Linked DNA regions of Cyprinus carpio: region 2 is linked to region 1. A link is a contact called in public Hi-C data. All regions are on one chromosome and are shown on one strand. Each heading gives the region's core, a stretch centred on a gene start, on an enhancer-like site or on the middle of the called end of the contact. The rest is flanking DNA. Distances are from core to core; before and after follow the strand shown.

Evidence for each region. Hi-C and Micro-C count contacts between places; a contact is called where the count stands out from the background.
Region 2: a contact with region 1 is called in a Hi-C map of liver, with 4 times the contacts expected there. The contact joins the promoter of LOC109077732 here to the promoter of LOC109083105 in region 1. A contact is called at or near these places in 3 of 8 Hi-C or Micro-C datasets (liver and skeletal muscle).

What each region holds. Positions count from the first base shown.
Region 1 is chrA1:7,728,699-7,734,676 of ASM1834038v1, reverse strand. It overlaps LOC109083105 (mitotic spindle assembly checkpoint protein MAD1-like), which reads right to left and starts at 3,247. Exons shown (of 18, transcript XM_042733836.1): 1 at 3,099-3,247; 2 at 2,057-2,231; 3 at 956-1,096; 4 at 516-695. The coding sequence starts at 2,203. It overlaps LOC109074882 (phosphomannomutase 2-like), which reads left to right and starts at 3,289. Exons shown (of 8, transcript XM_019090891.2): 1 at 3,289-3,604; 2 at 4,503-4,614; 3 at 4,723-4,799; 4 at 4,917-5,008; 5 at 5,958-5,978. The coding sequence starts at 3,530.
Region 2 is chrA1:7,905,166-7,911,143 of ASM1834038v1, reverse strand. LOC109077732 (lysosomal alpha-glucosidase-like) reads right to left here and starts at 3,316. Exons shown (of 20, transcript XM_042734708.1): 1 at 2,965-3,316; 2 at 1-465. The coding sequence starts at 459.

The sequences.
Region 1 (5,978 bases), core at 1,998-4,497:
AAAAATATATATATTTTTTAAATAATTTAAACAAATCTAGATTTGTGAATGCAGTCATTTTATTTTTTGTGCATGTACACTACTGTTCAGAAGTTTGGGCTCAGTAAGAACTTTTTTTGTTGTTGAAAGAAAGTAGTACTTTTATTCAGCAAGGTCACATTAACTTAATTAAATGTGACTTAAAATATTTGTAATGTTACATAAGTTTTCTATTCAAAATAAATGCTTTTCTTTTTAACTTTCTATTATGCAAATTATATTGTTATACTATTATTTATTACACAAATAAATTAAGCAGTACATCTGTTTTCAACCTCAATAATAATAAGAAGAAGAAGAAGAAGAGCTTCTTGAGCAACAAATTAGTTTATTAGAATGATTTCTGAGGGATCGCGCCATACTGAAGACTGAAGTAATGACTGCTGAAAATTTCATCTTTGTCATGACATGAATATATTAAATTTTAAAATAAATTAATATTATTATTAATACAAAAGATACATGAACACACACACCTGGTCTGCCTCGGTAAGTTTGCGGTCTTTTTCATTTGCTTTCTTGTGGAGTTCCTCAAGGTTACGCTTTAAAACCTTGTTGTTTTCCGTTTGTTCATTAAGAGCTTGATTTGCTTTCTCTTCTCTTTCTTCCAGACGTCTGATCTTCAGCAGTAACTCCCTGTTACGGTCAATTTCCCTCTGAAAATGTAATCAGACAGACACACACACACACAAACACAGGTCAAAATAGGTTTGTTCACAGCAAAGACTGGACAGTCTACCTTTGAATGACCAAATCACATCCTACTGGATTTTGTCTACAGTGTTTTTTACACTCTGATTTAGGCTGCAATTTTTTTATATTGAGGAATGTGTTTAAAAATGGGAGAAAGAGGACAGTAAAACAAAATCCTGCAGCAGAACACATGATTTTCAGGAATATGCCATCTATCACTCACCTGTAAGTCTCTGGTGCTGCTGTGTGCCTCTTTCTCCAGCTCTATACGTGCCCGTTTGTGACTAAGCTCCATCTGTTGTTTTTCTTGAGTGAGCTGCAACATGCTAGTGTGAGAACGGACACGCTCTGCAGCCTCCTCCAACTAACACACACAAAGGAAAAAAAAATAATAATTCAGTAATCTGCTCTATACACACTATATTAAAGGAATAGTTCACACCCAGAAATGAAAATTTGCTACAAATTCACTAACCCTCAGGCTTTTCAAGATGTAGATGAGTTTCTTCATGGGAACAGATTTGGAGAAATCACTTGTTCACCAATGGATCCTCAGCAGTGAATGGATGCCGTCAGAATGAGAGTCCAAACAGCTGATAAAAACACCACAATGATCCAGAAGTAATCCACATGACTCCAGTCCATCGTTTAATGTCTTGTGAAGCAAAAGATGTGTGTTTGTAAGAAACAAATCCATCATTAAAGGCATTTTAATTTTGAACCGTTGCTTCTGAGTAAAATATGACTACATAATCCATAATAACGGTTCCTAAAGTAATAGAGACTAGTGTACTCTCACATCAAAATCCACCACCATATTTGTTTAGAACTGTTTTTGCTTGCGAACGGTGGTTGATTCAGACGAGAAAACTTTAGCACTCGAGAAAGCTATTAATATTATTTAGCCAGAAAGCAAAGATTTGAATTTAAAATAATTTTAATTACTTCAATTACTTTAATTAGGTAGTGCTGTCATATTTCATCTTAATTTTCACTTCACAAGATGTTAATTGATGGATTGGAGTCGTGTAGATTATTGTGATGTTTTTATCAGCTGTTTGGACTCTCATTCTGACGGCACCCATTCACTGCAGAGGATCCATTTGTGTGCAAGTGACATAATGCTAAATTTCTCCAAATCTGTTTTGATGAAGAAACAAACTCATCTTCATCTTGGATGGCCTGAGAATGAGTACGTTTTCAGCAAATCTTCATTTTTGGGTGAACTATTCTTTTAAGAGACATACTGCATTTTATGAGATCACGGAGTTGAAATTTCAATAAAAAAATTAGGGCTAAAATATGAAAGGAGTCTATGACTTGCCTCCACTCTTTTAGTATAGAGCTTCTGAAGGTCACTTCTTCCATAGGCTGGCTCGGTCTCCAGCAAAGAGCGATCTGGACATGATATCAAACTCTTGAAAGATTTTAGCGTTGAGAATATTGTGGTGTCATCCTCCATATCGTCCATATTGACGATGTCTTGACAGCCTCCCCTGCTGAGTTAGGAAAAACTTAATTTTATATAAGTGTAAAAAGCCATTCATAAACTTCCTCCATTACCTCAAGAAATCTACCAAAAATTAAACAATACTAATACATTGTAAGGATGCATTCTGTACATCTTTAGGATGCTATTAACAAATAAATACTGAAAAATATAAGTACAACTTAAAGTTTATGGTGAAGAATAAGGTGTGTTTCAATTATTAACTTTCATAAAAAAAAATAATATTTTTAAATAATATCTCTAATAACAGAAATATAGCCTTCTCTAGCATGTTCCCATTGTTGAACAGAAAATAAAAATCTCAATAACTCATATCTTGTTAAAAGTTCATTAAAAAGCATCTATGAAATCATATCATTGCGGTCTGGTGTTTTAAAAGATGACACTTGCTCACTTGACACACACTTAATGAGCGTGGAAATATTTTCCCTGATGGTATCAGATGACGATACTATAGTACTTTGCTACATATCATTGTACCAAAGGTCTGCCATATTCATATAATCATGGCATTTAAACGGTATAGGTAAACGATATTGTGCCTCAGGGTACTATCGTATTCTCATCGCACATGGTCCAAGGCATTAACTTTTCCGACTCAAGAACTCATTAAAACAAATAATATAACAAAATAAACCTACTTTAAAAGACTTAAATGTGATGTAAACATTAAGAGAGCCGCTATATGAAGTTAAATCACACAAGCTAACAGTTCAGTGTGTTTAATTAGCAAGCGTTCAGCTAACTTTACCTCGCTAATATTCGTCGATAAAACGATTTTATTCACAGACTAAAACGCACCAACATATGTGTCTTTCTTTCGAATTAATAAATATATGACACAGAAAGTACGTACCTCACTATTCACAGCCCTGTCTCTCTTGGTGCTTGCTCTAGTTTGAACTTGCAGCAGTTTTGTTTTCGTTGGTTGAGATGCCGCTACTTCGTATGTGTGAGGAAATGAGAGCTGGCTCGCTCAAAAACACAACAGCGCCCCCTGTGTGGGCGGGCGGAATAGATTCACTCATTCAACCACTCGGAATTTGATTTGGTCTTACTAAGGTCCTTTAAGGACGCGCGCTAAAAACACATGTACATGCCCTAGTGTTGTTGTTTTTTCTGGTTGCTGCTATGGTTTATGAGCACGCGGAGGTCGTTTACTCTGACGACACAACACGGAAGATGTGACGTTGCACTGCTGAATGGATGAACGGAAACTCTTATGCTGGAGGATTGCTAGACTTCATACGGATCGGACACTGATTTAGAAAGTTTGCAAATTTTACAATGGCCGGTTCAAGCGTGGACCCGACAACACTGTGCCTGTTTGATGTGGACGGGACTTTAACAGCTGCTCGCCAGGTGAGTGAAATATAAAGCAGTTACAGTATGATAATATACAGTCATCTAATCTTCTTTCTTAGCACATCCTAAATAGTCATGGCTGTCTATTAAAGATAACTTTCATTCTCCATGAACTATTTTTAGTCTGCTTGTGAGGGGAAAATAGATTTTATATATAAACACTGGAAGTCAGATACAGTTATGAACTGACCTTTTAAACACATGCTGGTAAATAACACGTTTTACAATGTCCACAACAATATTCAAAGACCCCATGACTTTTCTGTTTTTTCTTGATTTACTGATTTATTTATGAATTAAGATAAGGAATATTTTATTATTATTTATTTATTGGCTGATTTTATTGCTTGTTCAAGTCATTCTGTCCCTTTGGCACACTGATTTAAATGGCATATGAAATAAAAGATTGTAAAGCTGTATTTCAACCCAAAAGAATAAGCACATCTGTTGCAAAAGTACAGAAAAACTACTGAATGTTTTAATAGATAAGGAAGAAAAAAATAAATACACGTTACAATTATAGCCCTATAGCAGGGGATGTTGTTACACTTTTAAGTTGACATAAAATCTGCTGTTTATTTACACTGATTTGAAAAAAAAAAAAGTTTTAATATTCCTATATACTTATTTAATATTTTTGGACATAGGAATTACTATGTGAAGTAAACAAACAAAAAAAAATCCACAACATATCTATATTTAAAATATATAATAGTGTTTAATGGATGTTCAGCTAAATTTGACTAGTAAAATAATTATGAAGCACAAAGAAATTCATGCAACCGCACATCGTGGAAAAGGTAATATGCATATTACATAAGTAAAAAAGAACTGACATTTTATAATTTTGTGCTTGGGATGAAGTAGTTACCCCTGTGTATGTTTTTGTCTTTAGAAGGCGACTCCTGATATGCATCAGTTCTTGAGTGAACTGAGACGGCGAGTGAGAGTCGGGGTGGTCGGAGGATCAGACTTGGACAAAATTAAAGAGCAGTTGGGTGATGATGGTATGTATAATAATTACAAAAATCAATTTAAATACATATACAAATATATGCACAATTTTTTTGTGTATTTATAGTGTTCATGAGTACAATGTTTCATATCCTTTACAGTGATTGATAGAGTGGATTATGTATTTGCTGAGAACGGTTTGGTAGCATACAGGTATGGGCAGCTGCACTCTGTACAGGTAATTTTAATTCTCAGTTTACTATTATTAAATATGCTCAAAAACCTCTCCAGCAAATTATTTAAATTGCTTTTCTATTTGGATTTCTTCTATTTTTAATTTCTTTTTTGAAATCAGAATATTCAGGCATACATGGGAGAGGAGGTTTTACAGGATTTCATCAATTTCTGCCTCAATTACCTTTCAAAGATAAAACTGCCCAAAAAAAGGTGAAGTTATCATAACTTGATGTCTTTTGTTGCATGGGGGGAAGATATATTTTTACTGCATTACTTTAAAGTTTGTCAATATTGATTGTCAATATTAAGGATTATTTTAAATATCTTAGAAAATATTTTTACACCAGTAAGAATTTAGAAAGTTAGAAGTTTGGGGTCATTTAGACTTTTTTTTTAAAAGAAATTAATACATTTATTCAGCAATTAGCACATTAAATTGATCAAACGTTACAGTAAAGATTATATAATGTCACAAAAGAAAAAAAATTCAAACAAAATCAATTCATCATAACATAATGATCTATAAAAAATACAAATAAATAAAAAATATTCAACAAAAATAAAGTTAGCATATTAGAATGATTACGTTGATAATAATAGGAAATGTTTCTTGAGTATTAAATCAACATATAATAATAATAATAATAATAATAATTCCTTCCATTTATATAGTGCTTTTCTCGGCACTCAAAGCACTTTACATAGAAGGGTGATCTCCTCAACCACCACCAATCTTATAAGGACAGGGTTGCCAGGTCTGCGTAACAAAACTAACCCAATCACGTTCCAGGGGAAATAGGCTATCAACAATATAAAAAAGTCGCTTTTTTTTTCTGAAGAAATATGTAAACTTGGAAACACTGTGTTAGAATGATTTCTGAAAGATCATGTGACACTGAAGAGTGGAGTAATGGCTGCTTAAAATTTAGCTTTGACATTAGAGAAATAAATGACATTTTAAAAGATAATATTTCACTTATTACCGTTTTGCTCTATTTTTGATCAAATAAATAAAAATCTTACGGAGTTTTGAATGAATATATAAATATATTTTACTCAAACACAATGATATCATGATATCATTACAAATACATACACATTTTTATACACATCTTTTTTTTGCAACCATAATACTTACGGTATTTTTACTTCATATCAGAGGCACATTTATTGAATTCCG
Region 2 (5,978 bases), core at 2,067-4,566, 180 kb before region 1:
GAAACACCAGGGCACTCCATTCCGTCCTGATGTCTTAGCCTGTGAGTGCTGTATGAAGCAGCAGTTTCGAGCATGGCACATCTCCTCTGTCACCACCACACCTCTCTCTGGATAACAGTCAAACCTCCAAGCTTCTGGAATCTGCGAGCAGTACTCCGGCTGCAGCCACGTCCCGTTTGGGCTTCTAGCCACAGCGGGAAGAGGGGGTCTATGAGGTTCTGTGGAGGGTGGCTTATGTAACCAAAATATAGTTCCAAGCAGCCAGACACCAGAGAGAACCACAATAAGTCCCCCAATGGTCAGCAGGGCAATGGTGATGGAGCAGCGAGGGCTCTGGGGCAGCAGGGGCAGTTCTGGGTGTTCTTCCTTCAGATCCGTGTCCGTCGACTCATCAGGATCCAATAATGCGGCTCCTGAGAAATGAACTTCCTCAGGGGTGAGTCTCTTGTACGACACCATTTCAAACTAAAGGTTATAAAGAAAAAAGAAGATAATTAAGAGTGTTTACTAAGGCAACAACATCCTCTAACCCTAAGAATTAAATGTTATTGCATAACTTGTTTGTGCAATCAAACTAATTCATACCTCTCGAAGAAGCACTGTTGCTTGAATTATACTGGCAATTTATTGTATTTCATATTAGCTTGGTCTCTATTAAGTTCTATACAATGATGTCTAAATTAATTTAAATCTATAATTTTAAATGCAACAAGGGAAACTGGGCGTTATATATCCTTTTGACATTTGCTTCATACAAGATTACATTTAACAGTGTAACTGAATATTAGAGCTTGTTAAAGAGAAACTCTTTGTTTGAGAGTTAAATAGATTAAATATCTAATAACAACTGATTATACATATGGGCTAAGTTTTTCATTAAAATTATACTTTTATTTTTCAAGGATGCATTAAATTGATCAAAAGTGGCAGTGAAGACATTTAAAATGTTTAAAAAAAAAAATCTATTTCAAATAAATGTTGTTCCTTTTAGCTTTCTATTCAAAGAATCCTGAGAAAAAAAAAAAAACTGTTTACTTTTTCCACAAAAATGGAAAAAGCAGCACAACTGTCTTCAACAAGCCAATCAGCATATTAGAATGATTTCTGAAGGGTCATCATGTGACACTGAAGACTGGAGTAATGATTTTTTGTGTGAACATCATCCAAAATTAAAATCCAGGGGTGATCTAGCTTAAAAGTCATGTGACAAATGTCACACAGAGTTGAACACTTTCTAAAATACATAAAACTGCAGATATAGGGAAGTACTAGGGAGGGAAGTGGGCAGGTGGCTATTGGAGAAAGAATCCTGTTGGAGAGGAAATGAGACCAATTATCATACCGTACCTCTTCAGCTGAAAGACTCGTGATGTTTTCTCTTTTTTCAAAATTAAAAAAAGCAAGCATTCAAAAACAAAGTTATTATTTTTGAATTCATAAAACATGTCTTTTAATCAAGAACATTTGAGGGAAAACTACCCAGGAATATCCAGCTCTCCTTATATTTGCAAATGTGCAGTTGTCCAGAATTGCTTTCTTTGTAGGGAACTCCCAAATTCTGAGACGAAGCCCAAATGTTCTGTTACTGCATGGAGCAGCTCAGCATTAGATTGACAGACAGGCTACAGTTGGGGTCAACATTTTATAAACACTTTGCAGTATCTGCAAAATGTTAATTATTTCACCAAAATAAGAGGGATCATACAAAATGCATGGTATTTTTTATTTAGTGCTGGCCTGAATAAGATATTTCATTCACATAAAATACGTTAACATATAGTCCTCAAGAGAATATAATAGCTGAATTAATAAATAGTTGTTCATTAATACCATGTTTGTCCTGAACAGTTAAACTGCCCACTGTTCTTCAGAAAAATCCTTCAGGTCCCACAAATTCTTTGGTTTTCCAGCATCTTTAATGTATTTGTACCTTTTCCAACAATGACTGTATGATTTTGAGATCAATCTTTTTACACCGAGGACAACTGAGGGACTCATATATAACTACTACTAAAGGATCAAAGAAAACACAATGCATTAAGAGCCTGGGGGTTAAAACATTCTGAATTTTAATATCTGGGTAAATTTAACTTATTTTGTCTTCTGGGAAACATTTAAGTATATATTCTGTAGCTTCTGAAGGGAATTTGATATTTAGGCAAAATAAGAAACATGTAAACATCTTCATTCTATTTAAAATTTTACACCCCTGGCTCTTAATGCATCGTGTTTCCTTCTAGAGCATTAGTGACCATTTGAAAATGACCAGAGTCGTTTTTATAAATTCAACTACTATTTTCTCTTGTGGACTAGCTATATGTATATCTTTTATGTGAAATATATTATTCAGGTCAGTATTAAATATAAATTAACATGCATTTTGCTTTTATTTTGGTAAAATAATTAACATTTTGCAGATACTGTCTGTAATGTATGTAAAATTTTGACCCCGGCTGTATATATCTCTACTCTTACAAGATAGATGTCAAAGTCCAACAAAACATTTCGACCTTCTCCACTGCTTTAAAACTTTCTAAAAACAGACACAACCCTTCAGACAGTATGTTACTGTAGACTGATCATGGGCAAAAGTGTGACCTTGCCTGAAAGATGTAGATGCAATAACAACAATACTATGTTTGTTTGTTTGTTTGTTTTTTGGATAATGTGACATTAAAATGCCACGGTATATGAATAACGTTACATGAAATGCACTATGGTCTACGTGTATCTATTATTTTACGTTAAAAGGCATATAACTAACGTTTATCGACAGGTTGACGCATTTTAAATGAATGATAGATTTATGAGGTTTATATTTTGCAGCCACATCGATACAATGACACAGAACAACCTCACATTATGTGATATTATTATTACACATTATACGAGCAAGACAGAGCTCACTTGAAACATCACATGCAGCACATACAAGAGAAAAACTGCACATTTAAATGCACTTACTTTTTATGCGGTTGGTATATGCAGATTTTAAACGGTTTCAGTGTTTGACACACTACAGTACATCAGTGAAAATCCTCTGGTTTTCGCTCCAGTAAATATCACGGGTGTTTCATGTCTTATGAAGTTGGTGTTGTTGTGTGTTTTCTACAGTTGCAATTGGAATCTGATTCGTTTTGCAATTCGGCTCCTTTAGACGAATCATTACAGTGAACGAGCTCAAAATGATTCACTCAGAAGTCACCGCTCAAAAAAACTCCCTATGTCCTCTGCATTTTCCCATGTGTTTTAAATAATTTTCTTGTCAAATGTTGCATCTGCATTTTTCCAATTTGTCACGTACTTCTCAATTGTACTATCATAGATGCCCTCACTTTACGAATCGGTTCTAATGAAAAATTAAAAAGATCCGGTTCAAAATAATGAATCCTTCCTTCACTCTAGTGTATAACACTCGCACCTCTGTGACTACATTACTGTCATCTACTGGCCTGGAGGCAACTGTGCTTAGAGAAAGCATTCATAAAAAAAAGACATTTCAGCGGCAATTGAAACTTGAACAAACGCTGAGAGACAAAGTTACAGTTCCGAAATTATAACTAATATAATCAAGCAAATGATTATCATCTGTAAAGTTGAAAACTTGTGCTTTTTTTCCTCAAATGTACGTGATATCAGTCCAGCAGATGGCAGCTCAGTCTAATAATGTGGAATTAAAGCGTCTCCACAGCAAACGTGTGCTTTATACGTTTATAAAACATTTAGCATATGTTATATATAACACTGAAGAAATAATATAATTGGATTATATAATCTACTGATGGTGAACAAATTCAAAGATCTATCAGTAGACTATTGGGTGACGTGAAAATAAGAAGAAAAGTTTTTTTGTTTTTTGTTTTTGGATTCAGTTGAATTGCACTCTCTTAAATGAATTCAGTTTGAGTCAAGCTAAAAAAAAATCAGTCTTTGTTCTGCGCTAAGATTAAACCCTTGACAAACTAAAAATATAGCATTTTTATTTCTGAAATCTCGTAGCATAGGATTCTTTAGAATCATTTAGATGCTGAAGGTAGCATATAAATAAACTTTAAAATGTAAATTCACGCACTTCACATTTAATACAGATGATAGCTAGATCGCTTTTGTTGTTTTAATTATCTGTTAAGAAATTTGCTCTGAGCCGCATGTTGTTATTAGACAATTTAACACAGTAATCTTCTTCTTCTGTTCACCCACGCCACAAAATGATTCAACAAGAGAAATTAAAAAATCAAAGTCGGATTTGCACCGCAAACCTCCTAATTGTAGGAATATCGTCTTGTTTGCCCACGCATTATCTCTAATGCTAGATGATCATCTCTATGTTATGAGGCCCTATTATTGCTGGTATAATAAAGGTGAAACAAATTATAGACAGTTTTCAACCCTAATTTACATGAATCATTCTCAAAAAACCCTCCAGTCAAAATGAAATTGATCTCAGGGTAATATTTTTTTTTTTTTTTTTTTTTTTAAAAAATATATATATATATATATATTTTTTTTTTTTTTTTTTTTTTTAAAAAAACTTTGTAGAATACAAAGGTATAATTATCTATTCCTCACTGGGAAATTATGGTAATACATTAATTGTTTTTATTAAAAAGGAACTTGAGCTGTCAAACCAACTCATCTTCCATGCAAGCATATGCTGTTATATTTTCCAGAAATAAAAGGCTTGAGACGAGTTAAAAAGCAGCAAGTTTCATCATTTGCTTCTTTTCTTTCCCTTTAATAATTCTTGCCCCGTAAATCCTAGACCAGGCCTCTGACCACCACAGTCATTATATGCTTATACAGTAGCTTAAGGTCAAGATGACAAGTGGCACAACAGAGTACCGGTGGCATTGTGCGATGAGATACACCTATAGTGCGTATAGAAATGTGTTTCTATTATCAATCCAGCATGTTCATCTTTAGCTGGAACAGTTTCCCTCAGGCATGCACAAGGTGATCTCATGGGCCCGTATGATGTGACATACACCTTGGCCTCATTATATACATGCGGTGCTCCAAAACACATAGTGTGATAGTATATTTAAGCAGTCATCATGGGCATTTTCCAAAGGCTGTTCTGAATAGTAAACCTCCCAAGACATGTTATTTTGATTCAGTTCTAAGGCAATGTTGCTTGTGTGTTGCGGGATGTTTTGCTATGCAGTTTGTTTTGGGTTTGGTCACATTTAGAGCCTACATTTGTACGTGAATTTCGGCATTCAATCACAAAAAAAAATCCCCTTGAGGATTTAACAATATAAATGTACTTGGTTTTGAATTGGCCTCGAGTTAAAGGCTGTTGACTGTTGCTCAGTGAAATCAAGTTATTTTAATAGGAATGTGTATGATCTGAGTTTGGCGTTAGGGCAAAAAAGTTCCCCCACACAGATTTTGCTCAAGTTCAAGCTGGTTGAGTGAATTCACTGTGCTGAACAACAGAAAGCTGCTTGGTTAGAAAGTGACTTCTGGGTGATCGGTGCTTCATAGCTCTACTCTATTGACACTGGACTTTGTTTGCGAAATTTTTTTGAATTTTCGCTGACGTGGCTGCACCTTTAGAATGTTGTTATGTGATTGCTATTGTATTCCAGCTGGGGAAAATATGTTCTAAGAACATTAACGTTCCCATTTAGTTATAAAATTGTTTGTTTCCTAAATGTTCTCTGAATGTTGTAAACAAGTATGCCTTACAATTCTTGAAAAATGAAGTCAAAACATTCCTGTTGGCCGGCTGCAGTATAGGCCATAAACCCCCCTCTCCAAGAAAATGAATGGAATGTAAGCTAAACTTTAAAAAAAAAATTAATTACACTACAAATAAAATTTTGCCAAAGATGGTTTCCATCATTTCAGGTTTTTATTACCATGCTGATGTGTATTCAAGTGTTAGTTTTCCTGTTTTTGTGACTGGGTCTGAAGGAGTTTGGGTAGGACTTTAATATCGCACCTCCAGCTAATGATCACTTCTGTGCAGACTT